Regions from separate parts of the Mus musculus genome. Here all the other regions are linked to region 3. A link is a contact called in public promoter capture Hi-C data. All regions are on one chromosome and are shown on one strand. Each heading gives the region's core, a stretch centred on a gene start, on an enhancer-like site or on the middle of the called end of the contact. The rest is flanking DNA. Distances are from core to core; before and after follow the strand shown.

Region 1 (3,771 bases), core at 495-2,994, 320 kb after region 3:
AATGCTCCCTGTCCTGGAGGCAAAGACAGTGAGCAAAGAATCCCCTTCCACTGGAGGACCGGGCTAGAACCACTTAGATGCCACCACAGCCTGCGCACCTGTCCCAGCACGGTTCAGAACAGTGCTGTCACAACCAGGGGCAGGCTGTACACAGGCCAGATAAATGATGGAACGAGGAACCAGGAGCACTGTGGGAATGGGAGGTGCATCTGTTCACAATGCCAGGCAGCGAGCCCACAGGAAGCCAAGACCCCACTACGCTAACAGAACCAGGCTGGAAGTGGCTCCCACGGGCACTGGGCAGATGGACAGGATGAAGGAATCTCTCTGGGGAAGTTGGCAGTCTGATCTTACCTTCAATGGGCACCACAGATGGCTCCTTAATCGATGGAGAAATGGCTCGCTTCTCTGCAACTGCGGCTTCAGCCAGACGTCCCAGGGCGCTCAGTGGGGGAGTGGAGGACAGTTTGGGGCGCTTAGTGAGGCCGGTCAGCGCAGAGGTCCCAGACAGAGAAGCTGAAGCATCTCTCTTGCGCTCTGAGGGTAGCCCAGAAGGGGCTGGCTTCAGCAGGGTGGACGTTGTCTTTGATTCACTGGCCTGACCCTTGGACCCCAGAGCAATAAAGTCCCCAGGGGGAGGGTGCCCTGCAGAGGAACAGAAAACCCACACCTGTGATACCCAATCTCAGAGTGGGCCCCCAAGAGACAAAAGTAAAGCCTGAGGTTGTCCAACCACCCTGGCAGAGCAAGCGATGGCTGACGCTGATCCAGTGCTGACTAGAAACTAAGCCATCTGTAACTCATAAGCACTGTCTACTTAATTCTCACCGGGCTTCTTCAAAAGTTATGACCCTCGTTTTACAAATAAAGACACAGAAGTTAGGCAGGGGACTGGTGGCACATGCCTTTAATCCCAGCACTTGGGAGGCAGAGGCAGGAGGATTTCTGAGTTCAAGGCCAGCCTGGTCTACAGAGTGAGTTCCAGGTCAGCCAGGGCTACACAGAGAAACCCTGTCTCGAAAAAACCAAAACAAAACAAGACAAAACAAAATAGACAGAAGTTAAGTAATGTGCCAGTGTCACACAGTTAGCAAGAAGAAACTTTAGGACCCCAGTCTAGATTATCCGGCTTCAGAGACTGTGATTCTGGTCCAGGTACCCTGTCCTTGCCAGATGCTCAGCAGGACAAGGATGCCCTTGTCCTTTAGGAGCCCCTCAGGACAGCAATGTATGCAGGAAGCCTGGGTTGGATGACCGTTGTCCTGCTGTGTTGGATGCCCACGCTCTCCCAACAGTCCCAAGTTAACTATGTCCCGTAGGAACCCCTTCAGTGGCCATGCCGGCCTTCATGGAACCCATTCATTGACCGTCTCGAGGTCGCCGCGCGCAGGGACGCACCTGAGGGCTTGGCGGCCGCGCTGGGTCTCCGTACGGTGGTGGGCTTGGCTCGATTCATCCTCCCCGCGGCCCGGGCGCCCCTAGAGGAAGCGCCTTCACCTGGGAGGAGGCGGCGGGAGTCACTCGCTCGCTCAGTCATTCATCCCTCGCACCGGGGCCACTGGACCGAGTGCCCAGGGCCGCCTACCGGGGTCACAGAAAGGGGCCAAGTGCGGCACACACGCGGCCGACTGCGGAGACGGATGTCACCGCAGGGAGCGGACTTCACCTGGGTGCAAAGGCCCCTCACCTCCGGTGCAGCACTCTGCAGACCCGAGACACGGGCGCTCCGGAAGTGCAAACTGATCTGCGAGCCTTCCGAGCGCTGATTTCTCACATAACCGGAAGTAAAACAAACCCGAAGGCGAGGAAGAGAGGAGAGAGGCAGGCAGAGCCTACTAGTGTTTGCACCGCCCTCTGGCGGCCGGAGGCTGGATGGACCTATGCCTGTCTGAAAGCTGGGCTTGTTGGGCATAAACTGTTCCCTCTTACGGTTTTGGAGCTAAATCTGATCCTAGCTCAAGAAGTCAAAATCCAGCCGGTCGGTGGTGGCGCACGCCTTTAATCCCAGCATTTGGGAAGCAGAGGCAGGCGGATTTCTGAGTTCGAGGACAGCCAGGGCTATACAGAGAAACCCTTTCTCAAAAAACAACAACAACAAAAAAGTCAAAATCCTACTTTCATATTGATACATGCTCTAAAATGTTGAAGGCCTCTGTCAATGGCCTCTGGATTCACCTGATTTGGGTACCTCTGTCAATGGCCTCTGGATTCACCTGATTTGGGTACCTCCCTCTCCATGGAGACCTCTACATGGAGCTATCAGGATAGGTACTGCAGGTCTCCTCTAAGGAAGTCCCAGATAGATTGTCCAGCTGCTGGGACAAAGACAAAATTCCAGACATGGTCCCGAGACCATGTTTGTGTGTGTGTACATGTATGTGTGTATACATATATATGTATGTGTGTTTATGTATGTGTGTGAATGTCTGAGTGTATCTATACACATATAGACAGACAGATAGACATTCCAAGGTCATAGAATTAGGATTGGGAGCCCAAGACCCTCAAGCGCCCTTAATGGATTGTCCCCATGATGGCCAGCCTCCTTGGTGCCAGCAAGCCCAGAGCTATATAGTAAACATTTGTGGGCTGAATAAAGGATGTGTTTGAACATTGTGGCACAAAGGGAGCTTCAGGCAGAGAGCTGGTTTTCAGCCCCAGGAGCGCACCTCCCATACCTGTCAGTGCCTGCAGTTCAGGGTCTTTCTTACTGTGATGCCAGGGCTACAATAACAGTATGTCAGGGTAAGCAGGATGGGTCAGTAGGTGAAAGAGCTTGCTGAGCCAACTCTACAAATTTGTCCTCTGACTTACACGTGTGCTGTGGTGTGCATGGCTGTACATTCACATCATGCACACTCATACCCACAATAACAATAGATAAAATTTAGATTTTAAAAAGGGATGAGTTGTCACAGTGTGGTCACACACACCTTTAATCCCAGCACTCAGGAGGCAGAGGCAGGTGAATCTCCGTGAGTTCCAGGACAGCTGGAGCCACATAGACAGACTCTGACCCAAAACAAAAGCAAAATCAAACAAAATGGCGGGGAGTCTGTTTACTCCAGTAGATCCTAACCCAGTGACAGTGGAACCCAGCTCAGCCTGAGCCCTGCTGAGGACCCTTTGGGGAAGGTTGGGCAGCGTCCCCCAGAACCTATGTAGGATGCTGGCAAACCACACTGAGCAGACCTGCAGCTGCTGTGGTCTAACTGCCCCAGTGGCAGGAAGCAGCTGTCCCCATCTGCCAGCCTGAGCCTCATACTGCTGTGCCTGGTGGTGGACAGTGTCCCCGGGGCTCTGTGGCTCCCTGTATGGATGCAGCATTCCCAGTTCAGCTTAGCCCACCTCACTTGCAGCAAGCCTCCCTCTCTCCCTCTCTGTGGTACCAGCATCAGTGCCTGCAAAGCCTCCCGGTCCTCAGCCGCACACACCCTGCATCCCTGCTGGAACTCCTCACCACAGGTCATGCCATATGGCATGCCAAGATAGGCCCTGTCAGGTGTCCTCGTTAGCAGGGCAGGAACACCTAGAAAGCTCTGGCACATAAAGAGCAGATCCATTCAGGGACATGTGACATGGGGACACCTGAGGAAGAGCAAGGAAGCTAGGAAGCCAGATTACCTGGCCCAGCATCTCTCTGAGGGCCTGGACTTCATCCATTCCATTGAAAGGGGAGCTAACCTCCTCCATCAGGCCCACTGCTATCCTCTAAGCACTTATATAACCAGCTCCCTTCTGGTCTCCACTTCTGCAAGTTTACCAAACCCA
Region 2 (3,680 bases), core at 559-3,058, 280 kb after region 3:
ATATATCTCTTCGTGTACACCTCTCCTCCTCTGTGGGGACTACATGTCAGGCCATGAGCACACATAGTCCCTGCTTCGGAGCAGAGGAAACCCCATGTCTGCAAAGGCCCTGTCCCTGTCCAATTACCAGCTGAGGCTAATCCAGCCAAAATCCAACATCATCGTCTCCTCCACTTGAGAACTCGTCACATAGTTCTCATCTGAGCTCCCCACTCTGCATCATCATCCAGACTCCCCCTGCACCACCGGAAGAAACCTGACTACCCACGTTCTCATCCCAAGTCCATTTTCCAAGGTCTACATCCTTGGCCCAGCATCCATCGAAGCTCAGCTTCCTGGTTTCCACATGACTGATGCCCCACTGAGCTCACACCATCCATCTCCCTGAGAGTGACTGAGGCTCATGCCATGGGGCCCTCCCAAGCAGCTCGGGGGTTGGGGTGGGGAATTCATAACCACAGGGCAGAAGCCTACTTCTTGCTCAAGATTCCGGCTTCCTGAGCAGAGCAAAGCTTGGCACAAGGGAGTCTGATAGCACCAGGCCTGGCTCTTCCTGACACATTGTGTAACACGAACAATATTTGTTTGTTTTTCCTTTTCGGAGCCTCAGTTTCCCCATCTGCACAGCAAGAAGGCTGGCTGAGGTGGGCTCCACAGGTGCTGCCTGGAGCCTCACTCAGCCCTAAGACCTCCCTGGGAAACACTCCCAGACCAGCCAACTCTGCATTTATGTACCATGTACAGGAGAATGCTTTCCTCTGAAGGGCATGGGCTGTAGGTGATCTTGTCCCATTTCAGGACTCTGGTCACCAGACTAACTTAGGTCCCTGTAACAGAGTCTGCCTAAGTGTTTGCTAAGTGAATAACTGATAGAACAGTTTGAGTTGTGGGCCAAGGTCCTTCAACAAGACAGAGCTGGCTTGCTTCCCAACTTCCTATGCCAAGACTCTTCTTCTATAGAAGGCTTTAGACCCAATCCCTGTCCTCTCCTACAACTTCCAAGGATGATGGCCCAGACTCCATTGTCTCCTGTCATTCTAAGGTGCTAAAAGGCTTGCGCTTCCCTCTTTGATTGCTTTCCCAAAGATGCCTAGACAAATTAGAGGAGGGGCAGTAATCCCACTAGAAGCCTCAAATGGCCCTGATCTTGGGGCCAGACCTCAGACCCCCAGGAGCTGTTCCTTTGCCCTTTCTCAGGGAGCTCGGGGAAGGCGGACGCTGCCCTGAGTCACCACTGACTAAGCCGGCTGGACAGCCCATGTCCTGGCCCCTGGCCCAGCTGCACTTGGTGGCCTGCACAGAGGCTACTTGACTGCCACAGCCTTGGAGACCACCAAATAGGCTGTACCTGCAGGTCTCTGCTCTACCCCGGGTGGCCCATCTGAGAGGGGTGTGTCTGAAACCTCCGACCCGGATCCCAAGGCAGGCGTGGCCTCAGTTTCCCGTTTGCAGCGGCACATCAGAGCCCGACAGAGGGGTTAAAGAGCACTCACATAAGGTCAGGCCGGTGTCGGTGCAAGATAGCGCAGAAGGCCAGGCCATCGCGGAACGAGGTGGTCATGTTGGTGATGCTCACGTCCCGGTAGCCCTCGCACTGCTGCCGGCACCATTCTTGCAGGGCCTTTATGGCGGCCATATGGGCGGCAGGACGGGCTGGCGGCTCGAGGAGCTGGCTACAGGCCCCTCTTGGGCCCGAGACGCGCAGGAGGCCCGGACCCGCCGACCACCAGCCGGGCTGGAAGAAGAGAACACCGGGAGACCGGCGCCCCACACACTCTTGACGCCTGCGAGGCCGCCGGCCCCGCCCCCTAGAGGCCCCGCCTCTTCAGACCCGCCCCCACAAGATCACGCCTCTTGAAGGCCTGGCTCACCAGCTCCAAGCTCCACACAGGCTCCTTGTTCCGGCCGCACCGCCCCAGTTTGGTCAGGCCACACCCACGCCCCACAAAGGGCACGCCCACATAAGACCACGCCCCCTCTTTCCTGGGACTTGAAGAATAGGGGCCCGGTACTCTGGGCGTTGGCTCCCGCCTTGGCCTTTAGCCATAACTCCCAGCAGAGGCGTCGGGGTTTTCTTTTTTTGTTTTCCTTGAGACCGGGACCAATGTAGCTCGCATTGGCCTCTAGCTTATTATAAAAGCAAAGATGACCTTGTGTTTCAGATTCCCCAGCCTCCACCTCCTTTACTGCTCTCGGATTACAGGCTTGTGCCCCACACCATGCCTGGTTTGTGCAGTGCTGGGTATGGACCCTGAGGCTTCCTGCATGCCAGGCAAGCATACCACCAGCTGAGCTACACTCCCAGCTACGGTTTTCTTTCTTACTTTTAATTCTATCTTATGCATATGGGCTTTGGTCTGAAAGTGTATCTGCACCCCTTGTGTGTCTGGTAGCCCGGGAGACCTGAAGAAGGCCCCTGCTCTTCTAGAATCGGAGTTGGAGCGGGTTGTGCTGCCATGTGGGTGCTGGAAACTAAACCCCAGGACTTCTGGAAGAGCAGCAAATGCTCTTAACGACTGACCCATCTCTCCAGTCCAAACCCGCAACAGCGTTCTTTTATTTTATTTTATTTTTTAAAGTTGAGGCCAAGCTGCCTAGTCTGCCTAACTCATCCTCCTGCCTCAGCCTCTAGAGTTGGCAGCCTGTTGACAAATGGGAAAACAGAGGCTAGGGTAGATGCAACCTCTGAGGAGTGTCCCTTTTCAGGGTCTACAAAGCTGTCTGGTTGGAAGCTGGGGTGGACCTTGCTGAGTAGTGTGCTTTCCCATCAGACAGATACTGGTCGTGATGGCACACACCTGGAATCCCAGCCCTCAGCGGGGAGAAGCTGGAAGATCAGAAATCCAAGCTTATCCCAGGATACATATGGGGTGCAAGGCTGACATGGGCGACCTGAGACCCTGTCTCAAACTTTAAAATACTGTCTGCTTTCCCTTCACCCTCAAGGGTGCCAAGCCAGCCAGAATAACCGCTCTACATTCACAGAGGAGGAAAGGAAGGCTGAGGGGGCACGCTCCAGGGGTCTTGAGACAGGAGACTCTTAGCCTCTTTCAAGTCTCTGAGGATGCCAGGGGTGATTAAGGAAAGTACCTCTCCCAGGTCCTCAGTTAGAGCCAGGGGCTGCCCTGAATGTTCTTTTGTTGTTTTGTTTTGTTTCTGAGACAGAATTTCTCTGTGTAGCCCTGGCTATCCTGGAACTCACTCTGTAGACCAGGCTGGCCTCGAACTCACAGAGAACCACCTGCTTCTTCCTCAAGTGCTGGAATTAAAGGTGTGCGCCACCTCTGCCCAGCTTTGTTTCTCCGCACCCTCAGGAATCTATATGTCATCAGATGGACCGGACTATGACAGCAACAGTGTGAACCGGCCCTTCCCAGCTGGGCCCCAGAGCTTGTCTAGGCAGGATCTTTAGGAAGGTAGGTGTTTTCCCCAAAATGGCATCTGGCTTGGAGCCAGGTGCCGTCTCTACCAGGAGTGAAAACAGGTTTTCCGTGCCCAAGCTGTGGGCTGGCATCAAGGAGGCACCTGGGTACAGGCAGCAGGTGTGGGGCTGGTAGGTGGGCAGCAAGATCCTCATCCCAACTCTGGAGGGCACAAGACTGCCCCTGGGATTATAGCCCCAACCCTTGCCCAGTGGAAGCAGCTGACCTGCCCGAGGGTTCTCGCCAGGAGGACAAAGT
Region 3 (3,399 bases), core at 199-2,698:
CATGCATGGCCACCACCACAGAATAACTCTGGCAATTATACAATAAAAGAATTTGGGCACCAGGTGGGGTGGTGCACACCTTTAATCCCAGAGCTCTAGAGGCGGAGGTGGGAAGATCTCTGTGAGTTCGAAGCCAGCCTGGTATACAAAGGGAGTCTAGGACAGCCAGGGCTTGCTATACAGAGAAACCTTCTCTCAAAAAACAAAACAAAAACCAAACAAAAGAAGTGGTGGGGGAGGGGGAGAAAGCAATATGGTTCAGCAGGTAAAGGCGCTTGCCACTAAGCCTGAAGACCTGAGTTCCGTCCCTGCCTAGCCTGTCGAGTCCACTGTCACATACAAGGTAGATGGCTGCTGGGGACCACCTAAAGTTGACCTCTGGCACACACACACACTGCAAACTCTAGAATGGGCAAAGGTCTTGAACAAACAGTGAAGAACATGAAAAGATGCCCAATGTCACTAGTCCTTTAGGAAATGAAATCCAGAGGCACTGACTGCTGCTTCATGCAGCAAGGAAATAAGAAGACAGAGGGCTAGGAGTTCTCAGTGGGTAAAAGCACCTGCCGAACAAGCCTGATAATATGAGTTCGATTCCTGGGACTTACATAAAAAGCTGGATGCAGTGTGTGAATCTGTCGTCTCGTCTCTCCTATGGTGAGATGGAAGGCAGAGACAGGGGGGTAAGCCTGGGGTACACAGTGCAGCAGCAGAAACCAGAAAGACTATGCCTCAGCAAGCTCAAAGAAGGAACAAGACTCCCTTAAATTATCTCCATGGTACCTAAGACCATTAGTAAGAGATCTTCTACAGTCAAAAACCTGGGCTCCCTAGATCTGGGATTCTTATTCTGGCCCCCGTTTCTTCCCAGAGCCTTGAGTGACACCGATACAGAAAAGGAACCCAAAGAATCTTTTTTTTTTTTTTTTTTTTTTTGAACGGAGTCTCATTTAGAAGACATGGCTAGACCGAGCTAGCGGCAATTTTTTTCAGTCCCAGCCTTCAGGATACTGAGACCACAGCTGTGTACCACCACACCCAACTTGTAAGAATGGATACATGGAAGGACTGTTGGGTGCATGAATAAGTGGGTGGGTGGATGAAGGATATAGATGAATGGATGGGTGGGTGCCTGGATGAATAGGTGGGTGGACGGATGGATAATTGGGTAGAGGAGTGGATGGACGTTTAAGTAGACGGAGGAGTGGACGAATGGCTAAGTGGTCGCCTGTATCAACAGGGGTAAATGGGTAGGTGGGTGGTTGAATAGATCTCTGGAAATCCACGTGGAGAGCTGCGCAGAGACGCACAGCCCGGCCCAGGACCGCGTCTCCCCGGGCGGATGCGACAACCCCCCGTCACCCCACCCTACCCAGCACGCACCTGCAGCTCCCACTCTCGCACACCTCTGCCACGCGCCTCCACCACCAGCTCAGCAGGTTCCGCGCCGTCCCGCCCTCAGAAGATCAGCGCTATCCATTGGATCGGGAAGGCGTCCATCTTCCAGCCAGCCAATGGCCGCCGCATGGGAGGGCGCAGCCCTGGCGCAGGATATTGGCGTCATCTCTCTGAGCTGAGAGCGCAGTCAGTTGCCAGGGCAACACCTGGTGGCGTGGGCACGTGCGGCCGAATTCTGGCCGCTGGTGCTGGGCTGAACAGATAGAACACCTCTCAGAGAATTCCAGCAGGTAAAGTTAGAATATCCGAGGGGTGCCGGGCTTGGAGGTGCACGCCTTTCGTCCCAGCCCTAGGGAAGCTAGGAAGAAGGATTAGGAGTTCAAGGCTATCCTCCGCTGTGTAGGGAGTTCAAAGTCGGACCCTGTTGTAGCCTATAATCCCAGCACCAAAGAGATAGAGGGAGGAGGATCAGAAACTCGGGGTCTTCTCGAGATTCATAAAGGCCAGTGAGATGCCTCCGACGGTAAAAGTGTTTATTGTAAAGCTTGGTAACGTTAGTTTGATGTCCAGGATCCATAAATCGGAAGGAAAATCAATTCCCACAAGCTGTCTTCTGACCTCTAAACACACACACACTAAATAAGTAAATATGTACATTTCATAATATATGTATGTGTACACACACACACACAAAGTAGTGAAGAAGTAATGTAAAGGGTCTGGCATAGCTGTCACTGGCCTTGTAACAGGGCCATAGACCTTAGTAGGCCACCAGACCTTAGCACACTGACTCCACATTGGAAGTACCATGAGGCTGTAAAACTTAGCAGCACATAGACAGCACCACCTGCCCAAACTAAAACAAGGGCCTAGTCCATCAGAGTCCATATAGTGCTGGGAAAGTCTCAACACACACTAACCTTGCTTTCCAGCCTCTCTAGTTCCACTTCTGGTTTACTCTTCTTTTTAACTGTGTGTCAACTCGGAACATGGTTTTAGTGCTTAAAAAATCACCTGGAAAAAGGCTCAGTGCTACACTAGGATTCCATCACCCAGTGTAGTTGCTGGACAGCTAATAAAGATTTTCTATTGGCTTAAACCATGTCTAGCAGTCTTCTCTTCAGAGTACCCCACAACAGCCTTTAATTCCAGCATTGGGTCAGAGGCAAGTGGATCTCTACAAGTGTGAGGCCAGCCTGGTCTACATAGTGTGTTCCAGGTTAGCCAAGGCTTAGTGAGACCCTGCTTCAAAATGACAAAATTACAGATGGAGTGGGTGTGATTTATTGCTGATGCTGCTAGCCAACTAAGAGGAGACAGTAAATTCCTTGTGATGCAGAATAGAGAGAGGGGAATTATCAAGCAATGAGAAAAGACAGACTCCCTCACCTGAGTTTTGTTGAAGCCTCTAACAGGCTGAGAATCAAGAACTCTAGCTCAGCTGGCATTTGCTGTGAAAGTGGCCAACACAGAGATAACAGGTAACAATCTTTCTGTATAAGGATACCTTATTTTATTTATTTTTTTTTGAGACAGGGTTTCTCTGTTTAGCCCCAGCTAGCCTGGAACTCACTCTGAAAACCAGGCTGGCCTTGAGCTCACAGAGATCTGCCTGCCTCTGGCCCTGGTGTGCTGGGATTAAAAGCATGTGCCACCACTGCCTGCCCCAACTCTTTCCCTTCCAATTTAAATGTATTTGTGGGTTGATCTCAGGGATTCTTACATGGTAGGTGAGCACTCTACCAAGTTATGTCACCTGCCCAGCCAGGTGCCCCGACTCCAATCATTTCACAGCTCAGTCTCTTCCTACCTACCGACTCTATACATAGCATTTGAGGCCTTCTGGACTTTCTTTTCTGTTCTAGTTGGCTGTCTTTTACATTTATGTGGTATGTATGTGTGTGTGTGTGTATGGTGTGCATGGGGCAAGTGTGTAGTGTGCATGTATGTGTGTGTGTGTGCTCAGGTAAGTGTGTGGTGTGGTCTGTGTGGGGTGTGTGT

What was found. Promoter capture Hi-C pulls out the DNA fragments that hold promoters and counts their contacts. Capture Hi-C pulls out chosen DNA fragments and counts their contacts.
Region 1: a contact with region 3 is called in a promoter capture Hi-C map of liver. The contact joins the promoter of Ints1 here to the promoter of 3110082I17Rik in region 3. A contact is called at or near these places in 2 of 39 promoter capture datasets (cranial neural crest and frontonasal cranial neural crest), 3 of 115 datasets of contacts at active chromatin or transcription factors (acute myeloid leukemia, forebrain and stem cell-derived neural progenitor cells) and 2 of 9 other capture datasets (adipose tissue and liver).
Region 2: a promoter capture Hi-C map of the HPC-7 cell line shows a contact between it and region 3. The contact joins the promoter of Micall2 here to the promoter of 3110082I17Rik in region 3. A contact is called at or near these places in 17 of 39 promoter capture datasets (the 3T3-L1 cell line, 3T3-L1-derived adipocytes, the HPC-7 cell line and 10 more), 4 of 484 Hi-C or Micro-C datasets (cortical neurons, embryonic fibroblasts, embryonic stem cells and 1 more), 7 of 115 datasets of contacts at active chromatin or transcription factors (the 230-238 cell line, craniofacial prominence, embryonic hindbrain and 2 more) and 2 of 9 other capture datasets (embryonic stem cells and liver).

What each region holds. Positions count from the first base shown.
Region 1 is chr5:139,773,934-139,777,704 of GRCm38.p6, forward strand. Ints1 (integrator complex subunit 1) reads right to left here and starts at 1,745. Exons shown (of 47, transcript NM_026748.2): 1 at 1,399-1,745; 2 at 355-645. The coding sequence starts at 1,537.
Region 2 is chr5:139,734,525-139,738,204 of GRCm38.p6, forward strand. It overlaps Micall2 (MICAL-like 2), which reads right to left and starts at 1,809. Exons shown (of 17, transcript NM_174850.3): 1 at 1,494-1,809. The coding sequence starts at 1,636.
Region 3 is chr5:139,459,086-139,462,484 of GRCm38.p6, forward strand. It overlaps 3110082I17Rik (RIKEN cDNA 3110082I17 gene), which reads right to left and starts at 1,449. Exons shown (of 5, transcript NM_028469.3): 1 at 1,384-1,449.